Linked DNA regions of Gossypium hirsutum: all the other regions are linked to region 1. The links are chromatin contacts, called in public Hi-C maps. All regions are on one chromosome and are shown on one strand. The core of a region is the stretch at or near the end of the contact, and the rest is flanking DNA. Distances in the headings are between cores, read along the strand shown. Region 1 holds the start of LOC107889289 (putative GPI-anchor transamidase). Region 2 holds the start of LOC107889244 (tRNA N(3)-methylcytidine methyltransferase METTL6). Region 3 has its middle 15 kb from the start of LOC107889325.

Region 1 (2,802 bases), core at 84-2,583:
AGTATTATCCTCTCATCAGGTATTCCTAGTCGCTTAACTGTCCTGGAAATCCAAACAAAGGAAAAAAAATTAACCAAAATAAACAAATTATAACAGAAAAAAAGAAAAGAAAAGAAAAGACTAGGTTGGTGCCTGGTTACCTATACAAGGATAAAGTGTTCGCCATATGACGATAGTTAAACCTGAAAGGGAAAATTCACAATTATTTCAATTAACAATTTCAGGACTCTACATTGTGCTCTGTTTTAGCTGATCAAATACAGTAAGAGGAAGGAAGTTAAAAATAGTGTAGTGCAACCTTGTTCGAATTTGTCTTCCTTGTTAAGTGACAGAAACTAACGAGATAGCTGTCCCATACAAACATCTAAATATTTCATTGCTCCAGAAGATAGAAAGGTGAGAAAAGAGAATTTTGTTGAGGAGCAGAACCTTGACCACAGCCATTACCACATTTGAATTTGCTTTTGCATTGATAAACCAGAAGTAAAAAAAAGCATTTGCTTTGAAATCATCGACTGAGGAACACCTCACCAGCACTAACAAAAAGAATAGCTTCTAATAAAGAAAAACGGAAAGCTGATAGTTTATTCATCATTAGTAATTACCACTAGTTTGAGGGGTCAAAAGGACTTGCACAAAGAAAATAAGCAAATATCAAAACACAAAAAAGTTTCTCAGAGTACAAAGAGGCAGAGTTTCATTATATCAAACTTACAATGACATAATCAAACAAAGCCACAGAGTTCAAACAATCAAATGAATTACACATCAAAATAGCATCTAAAAGTCTCTCCTATATCCTCTCAACTTCAGATTGGTGCCAAACAAATGTAGCTAGAAATCAAATCAAACAAAAAATTAAGGGAGAAAAAGATGGGTTATCTTAATTATCCCCAATATTACACGAGTATGATTCATTTGATCCTAAAACTCAATGAAAAGAAAAAAAAAGGGGAAATATAGAAAAAGTGCACAAATTGAGGTTGTTTTTATTACCAGAAACGAGAGGTGCAAACTAAGACAGCCCAATTGTTAGTATGCATGGCGGCTTCGACAGGAGAAGAATTGTATGCAATCGAACTGTAGAGAAGCAAACATGGTAATAAAAGTAAATGAAAAAGTGATTTGGGATTTATGAAAGTTTCCATCTTGAATTCCAGCCGATATCGTTTCCAATGCAATAACAGATCAAAGAAAACGAATGATAAATCTAATTTTAGAAATCTGCAGCAAAGCTTGAACTAGCGGCACTAGAGAAGAAAAGCCGAACGACGCCGTTACCAGGTTGAGTTAAATTTTAATTATTATTATTATTAATTTCTTTTTTGAAATTTAGACAGCCCAATATCCCATTCCCATGAACCTTTTTTTGGTTAACTCAGAACCCGTTTATCTTATTTCCGGGTCCAACCCGAATCCGACTTCACATTAACAGTTTTACTAGTATAGTTTTGACTTTTGACTTAAAAAATTCTTCCTCATTTACTTTTCCGAGTATTTTGAGGAAGCTCTCCCAGTTGGTTCCTCCTTTTATCAAGCCTTTTAAGGATACTCTCTTTCTCTATGGCCAAACAAGATAAGCAACACAAGATTTTCATTTTTTCTTTGAAGGGCATTTCGTCTTGTTAAACTTGCATTTTTTGGGTCGATCATCTCATTTTGACTTCTGGGTTTGTGTCAGTTTAAGCATTGGATGTTCTGTCTAGTGTTTTTAAGACAACCCCATTCATATTCTACTTGCGACTCAGGAAACTATCTTCATTTTGTTGTTTTAGTGGCATTGATATATATATATGTACATCATGAATATGTGATTGAATGTTAGTAGTTGGGTCATGGATGGCCAAAATTATTGTTTTCTTGGTGAACAATGAAGGAAAAAGCAAGTTTTGAGGGAATTGTTCTTTTTAAGTATCTTTCCAAGTGTACAAGTATGGGAGGAAAACTTCAATTTTCTTGATATGTCAAAAAAAATTATTATTTCTTGGTGATTAGTTATTAGATTGGTGCCTTTTTCCTTTCATTTGATGACTACACCTCATGTCATGAGTTCTTGGACTGTCATAGTATATGGTACTAATTATTCAAAGTCCTGCATTTATTGGTAGTAATAGTGTGTTCATGGAAAAGAGTAAACTGAGGAAATGTTACATAGTGAAATAATTGGCCTAGAAGATTGGACTAGAAATACTGCAAAATGTGAAAATAGTTCTCTGCTTTAATTATTTTTCCCATAGATAAAAAGGATGAACTAATTGTACAACATAAGTGAAAATTTAGACAACTGTGCTAAGTAGGGAAGAAAGACATATTCCTCTTTGAATCAATGACCTATAATGTGAAAACAAAATTTTGGACAAATATTTCTAGTCTTAAAGCAAGATGAATGAACACCTTAAGGACATTCACCGTTAATGAGGTTGGAAGGTGAATCTACACCTTGGAAGAAGCAATCCATTGCTGGAATCAGATTTGATTAATCTGAACGTGGCAACAAGAAACTAAAGCCTATGTTCTCGCGAATAAGTGGCGGTGGTTCAATGTCCGCAATGTCTATTTGTTCCATCGACTTTGATAGGTCGTCAACTGAAAATGGAATGCTGCAAAACGATAAAAGTTGTGGGAAGTCAGTTAAAAAACGAGCTCAGCTGGTTTCCAGGTAATGTTTTCAATTAGCTTTAAGAGCAATGCATCCTAGATGGTGAAAAACAAAGGTTGAGGGCCAAATAGATCATCATCACATAGTGGAATGTAAATGCTAACCTTGAATCATCATCCAGCAGGAAGGAATTACTAACAGCA
Region 2 (2,802 bases), core at 118-2,617, 250 kb before region 1:
AAGCCAATAATTGGAAGCAAAGCAATGTAAGACACATGAAAGATAGCTACCTGAAACACAAATTTGGTCCTTTTGTCCAAGATTTTCTCTGCAATTAGCACAAGCTAACCACTTTGGAAATCCCGTTGTTGCAAAATCACAATAGAATGGCCTGAAACGATTCTCAACTGATGCTACATTACTAGCAGCTACGAACTCTTTAGCTCTCTGTAGGGTCTCATTGCTACAATCGCATGCATATAGAATAATTTTCTCGTTGCCACTGGATAAATGTATTGAAGGTATAAGTACAAGAAACGAAAATTCAACATTATTTGATATTACTGTCCATCTACAATTTCTCAATACTTCAATATTAATCTTCACAACAAAAGCTCAAAGAAAACAATCTCAACTTTCATAAGTATCATCTAAAGTTCTCTCAGGCTCTTATCCTGAATAATGATATAAACTTTTGCAGAATATAGTTCACTTCTAACTGGATGGTAGAACAAAACCAAAGTGATTAATTAAGATTAGCAGCTACCTAAGACGAAACAAGTTAAAAGTAGACAATATTAGTCCGTTGTTAAATCCATACTTTCAACAATATTCGAAAACCATTAATCTTTCTTTAATATAATAACTAAAGAAAACCAACGCTTTTCTCATATCATCAACACAACGAAACATCATTTTTCACTGCACTAGACAGTTAAGAATATAGTACAACTATCAAATTTTATTTAAATTATAACAACCAAAAAAAATTAAAAACGAAGATAATTTAGGGGTTACCGCAATATAGGAAGGGCAGTACTGCCATTTCCACACCCAACCTCCAAAACCTTACAACCATCTCCACAAGAAACCAGCTCTGGAAATTCTTTTAACAAGTACCTCCTCTCCTGTATCAAACATAGTACCCATTTAAGCTTACACAACAAAGAACTAAAAGGCAACAGAATACCCAGAAAAAGAATGAAGGAAAGATTGGATTTTTTTTCTTTTTTCTTTTTTTTTTGGGGGGAGGGGGGTGGAGGGTTATAGACAAACCTTGAAGAATTTGCCAGAAGAATGTTGAATGTGGAAACTTTTCCATGCTTTTATGGGATCTTTTGTAAGTTGTTGTTCTGGTTGTGGGGATACAAAAGGGAGAAGATGGTAGTTAAGAGAAGGGTCGTTTTCTATTTCTAGTCGAAGTGTGTCCCAGTTGAAGTCTTTGGAATGGTACTCTGAAGCTTCAGCCGCCGATGCACTCATTTATTTGTCTTCGAAAATGTCTAGTCGGATCAAAGTTTTGAGTTCTCAAACCACCAACATGTTGGGTATATGTTTATTAAGAAAAAAACATGGTGGGTTGATGATGGTCTCAAATTAAATGTTCGCCACCAGCCCAACTTGGGCCCTCTGCAATTCAATTATCTTTCTTTAGGTTACAAGTAAAAAATAGAACATTAACTAAACGGGTAAATTGTAAAAATAGTCACTTTTATTTGCCTCAGGTTATATTTTAGTCACTTATGTTTGAAATGTTACGTTTTAGTCACTTATGTTATTATTTTGTTAAGAAGTGATCACTCTTCCGTTAAATTCCGTTATCTCCCTAACAGTAATCCTACGTGACAGTCTAACTAGATTTTAAGTTCATCTGTTAATACATACATCATCCAACTAAATTATGCATTTGATTTACTATTAACAGACAATTTAGCCATGTAAAGTATGCATTAACAACTATACTCATAAGTCCTCTGGGTTACAAATGTAAATTGTATAAGGACTTACATGCAAAAATGTGCAAATGTTGAGGGCAAAATTTGGATTTTCTTGTTCCAGGTGTTTGCTTGTTATAAAATCGAGTATTAAAAACAACTTTACAATATTGCCAACTTTCATTTACTATAAAATCTAGTTGGACTGCCACGTAGGATTATCGTTACGGAGATAACAGAACTTAACGGAAGATTAATCACTTCGTAACAAAATAATAACATAAGTGACTAAAACGTAACATTTCAAACATAATAACTAAAATGTTACTTGAGACAAACAAAAATAACTATTTTTGTAGTTTACCTTAACTAAACTCGGATTTCATATGAACCATCATGTTCAATTTATGTTTGTCAACAAAACAGAAAAGAAAAACATGTTGAGTTGATGATCTCAAATGAACTGTTCGCTACCAGTCAACTTGAACCCCTTAAAATTTCTTTCTATAGATTATAAACCAATAATCCTACATATTATCAACTTTAAACTTAAGAATTTTAGGTTCCAATTCACATTATATTACACATGTTGGGGCTCGAATTTGATATCTCCAAATTATACACATGCATAATATGGGAAAAGAATTATTTAATAAATATATTTATTAACAATTCATATACAAGCTAAATAAAGCTTTGATTGAAAGGATAAAGTTTAATATTTAAAACTTAGTGTTAAATATTAACATTGTGAATTTTTGTTGATTTATAAAAAGACAATATTCTCATGGTAATATAATTTACTTTGTAAAAGGAATAACTTTTTATTTTTATTGATGTTAAGTTGAATCGTGACATCAACCCAACCAAAAATTTTAACATTGCATTGTTAAAACATTTATTTCTTTTTTATGAATATATATGATAAAATAAATTAATCTACCTTCTAACAATAATCGATTGAATCAAACAACCTAAACCCGCACAGATTTAAGAGTAAAGTAAATAATTAACTAATAAACCACACATTTCCCACTTTCAACAGGTTTACTTTTAGGTACAGTCCTTGGAGAAATGATATTTGTATTCTTACCGGATTTTTTATGCA
Region 3 (2,802 bases), core at 126-2,625, 140 kb after region 1:
TAAATCTATTTTTGGACTGTGGGTCACCATATCACTCACCCATCCATGCCCTTGCCTCACCCTTCCTTCCATTCCATAACTTACCCCCCCTTTTTCAAACACATTCCTTTTTGTTCTTTTTATTCCATCTTTCTATAAAACCAAATCAAAACTACGATGTTAGAAATGTTTAAACTTAATCACTTTAATCAAATAACTAACAATTTTATTTATTTATTTATTTTAGAAATGGATTTTTGTGCCATGAAATTTTATGTTAAAGAAAAAAAAAGGTATTTGTAAACATGTTCAATCGATATCACTAATACAAGGATTTCGTAAGTTATTGTACAATATTAATGTTGATTAAAAAAAAACATCTCACTTTCACTTACAAACTACACAAAATATTCTTACATTAATTATTAAATTGCATTTTGTTCTTTCTATTAAAAATGGGTAAATTAATTTTTGTATTTTAAATCAAAAAGTAAATTGGTATTTCTATTAAAAAATTCATCCATTACTACTATTGTGTAACTATTTGATTATTTTGACAACCAAATCAGTTTTTAACAATAAAAATGGATGAAACTTTTAACAAAAAGATTAGTTTGCTCTTTGACCTAACGTATAAAGATTAATTTATCTATTTTTTGAGTGGAAATGACAAAATACAATTTTATTTCTAGTATAGAGACCTCTATGATATTTTTACCTATTTTATCACAAATTTAATTTAACAATTTTATTTTGCATCAATGTATTACCGAGTTTGAACTAAATTTAATATATATATATATCATTTTAAGTTTTTTTCTTAATGAGTTTGGGTTTTTTTTTAATTTGGTTTAAAAATTATGTTTTTTTTATAATCAAAATATCATCCATGATCATTTTATTGTTCATGAAGATTAATTTTTTTTTTAGATTTTATGATTGTACCTAACAATATCGGGTCCAATGTTTGAATATGAGTTCTTTTCCTGAAAATACAATATGTCTTACTACTTGTTCCCAACCTTTATTGATTAAAAAACCATATGTTTTAGTCATGGAAATTTTTTCTATACAATTTTGTGGAATTTTTTAGACTTTACAAGCACGTATATTATAAAGTATAGTAAAAAAACTAAATATATAAATAAATGTGACACTTATCACATTTTTATGGACTTATGGCATCTAAAAAAACTTTATTGTATCAAAAAAATTACTCGAATATTAATTTGAAAAGATTAATTCAATTAATAAAAAAGTGAAATTAAATACAAAATATTCCATAAGAGGTTTTTTAACTAGAAGTAAACATAAATGAAAGAGGGGGAGTGGGGGCATAGCCGCATAGTGGAAAACAATGAAAGAAATAATGAAAGGTAATGGATGGTGTGAGGTTCAGCTCCCCTAACATCATGTACGGCTAGGGTTGTCTCGTTCATTTCTCTACTCCAAGTTTCAATCCTATCTTTTCTTTTCTTCCCCTTTTTTCCCCTATTTTTTAAGAATAACTATATAAAATCAATATTAGTTTGATATTTTATTTCACACATTTGCTTAATTTTTTTAATTCAAGATTTCATATAATTAAATTGCAGAACCCTTCATACCAAAATGAATAATATAATTTTAAAATTTTAAATACTAACTTACAAAAAAAAATTTCATAAATTTGAAATCCTAAATCACGCCCATTAGATTATATTACACTCACTAAATAGATAAAAAGAAAAAAAAATATAAGACTTTATTTAATAAAGTGTTAAAAAAATTCAATCAATATTTTTAACAACTTAATTTTAATACACACCTTTGATAACTCAAAATGAAAATTATTAGATAGATTTTTTTTTCTACAAAAATATGTAGAAAATGACCAGTGGATAACGACCTATCACTTGATGTTTTTTATTTTGTTTGATTGCCTTTAAGATTATATTATCCTTTTAGCAAATAATCTAATTATATTCAATATTTAATTTTCAATAAAATATCAAAACATATTTTATTATTTAAATTCAACACTTAATTGTTTAATTCTTATTTTTTTTAGCACTTAATTTTTTAATTTATCAAACATAATTTAAAATAATATAATTTAAAATAAAACGATAGCTTCTGAAAGAGTAATAAGTTTGATGAGGTAATTATTTTTTTTTTAAAAAAAATTATGTAGGTGAAAAGGATTATGTAAAATAAAATAAAATAATTAAAACGGAAATTTTTCAGAAAGAGTGGCAATTTTTAGTTGGGGATAAATATCAAAATATACATAAACTTTTTTTCAATATGCAATTTGAAATTTGAGCTTCAATTTAGTACAATTATACACATGAAATTTTGATTGTGGTTCAAATATATACATAAATCTTTAATTTTAATTCTATCATACATATTTAAAGAAATAAATATATCAATTTATTTTTATATTAGATACATATAATTATTTGCTCAGGCAATATATAAGTATAAAATGATGTTATATCAATACTTATGTTAATAATTTAAGAGAACTGAATCAAATTAAAATTTCATGTATAAAATTACACATTTAGCCAAAGTTCACATATAATTTTGAGATTTATCAATTCTTAGCTGGATATTTGTTCATTTTCAAAGTAAAAAATAATATTTTAAAACCATTACTTATTTATAAAGAGAATTTTAATCTTTTTCAAAGATAATTTAGGGTAAACTCCACCACATGTCACTGTAGAGTCGTTCATATTTTTGTCACTCTAATTTCTTTTATCAATTTAGTCACTCTAATTAAGATAACTGCTCAAATAAGTCATTGTCGTTAAAAATTTCATTAATCCACTAACA

The links. A called contact is a pair of places that touch in the nucleus more often than the background predicts.
Region 2: a Hi-C map of leaf shows a contact between it and region 1, with 2.6 times the contacts expected there. The contact joins the promoter of LOC107889244 here to the promoter of LOC107889289 in region 1. A contact is called at or near these places in 9 of 34 Hi-C or Micro-C datasets (callus, hypocotyl, leaf and 1 more).
Region 3: a contact with region 1 is called in a Hi-C map of leaf, with 2.6 times the contacts expected there. The contact joins the enhancer-like site here to the promoter of LOC107889289 in region 1. A contact is called at or near these places in 2 of 34 Hi-C or Micro-C datasets (leaf and seedling).

What each region holds. Positions count from the first base shown.
Region 1 is chrA11:107,777,998-107,780,799 of Gossypium_hirsutum_v2.1, reverse strand. LOC107889289 (putative GPI-anchor transamidase) reads right to left here and starts at 1,333. Exons shown (of 12, transcript XM_041081669.1): 1 at 997-1,333; 2 at 141-182; 3 at 1-42. The coding sequence starts at 1,148. LOC107889307 (myosin-11) reads right to left here. Exons shown (of 40, transcript XM_041081670.1): 39 at 2,764-2,802; 40 at 1,671-2,600. The coding sequence ends at 2,477.
Region 2 is chrA11:108,030,922-108,033,723 of Gossypium_hirsutum_v2.1, reverse strand. It overlaps LOC107889244 (tRNA N(3)-methylcytidine methyltransferase METTL6), which reads right to left and starts at 1,367. Exons shown (of 8, transcript XM_016813607.2): 1 at 1,036-1,367; 2 at 778-887; 3 at 51-262. The coding sequence starts at 1,242.
Region 3 is chrA11:107,639,359-107,642,160 of Gossypium_hirsutum_v2.1, reverse strand. No RefSeq gene overlaps it. Among protein-coding and RNA genes, the nearest start is that of LOC107889325, 15 kb to the right of the region's middle. Within about 2 kb of position 1,375, at least 1 of the 9 cell types and tissues checked has an H3K27ac peak or open chromatin away from gene starts, as enhancers often do. A contact at or near this core is called in leaf, where this site is marked.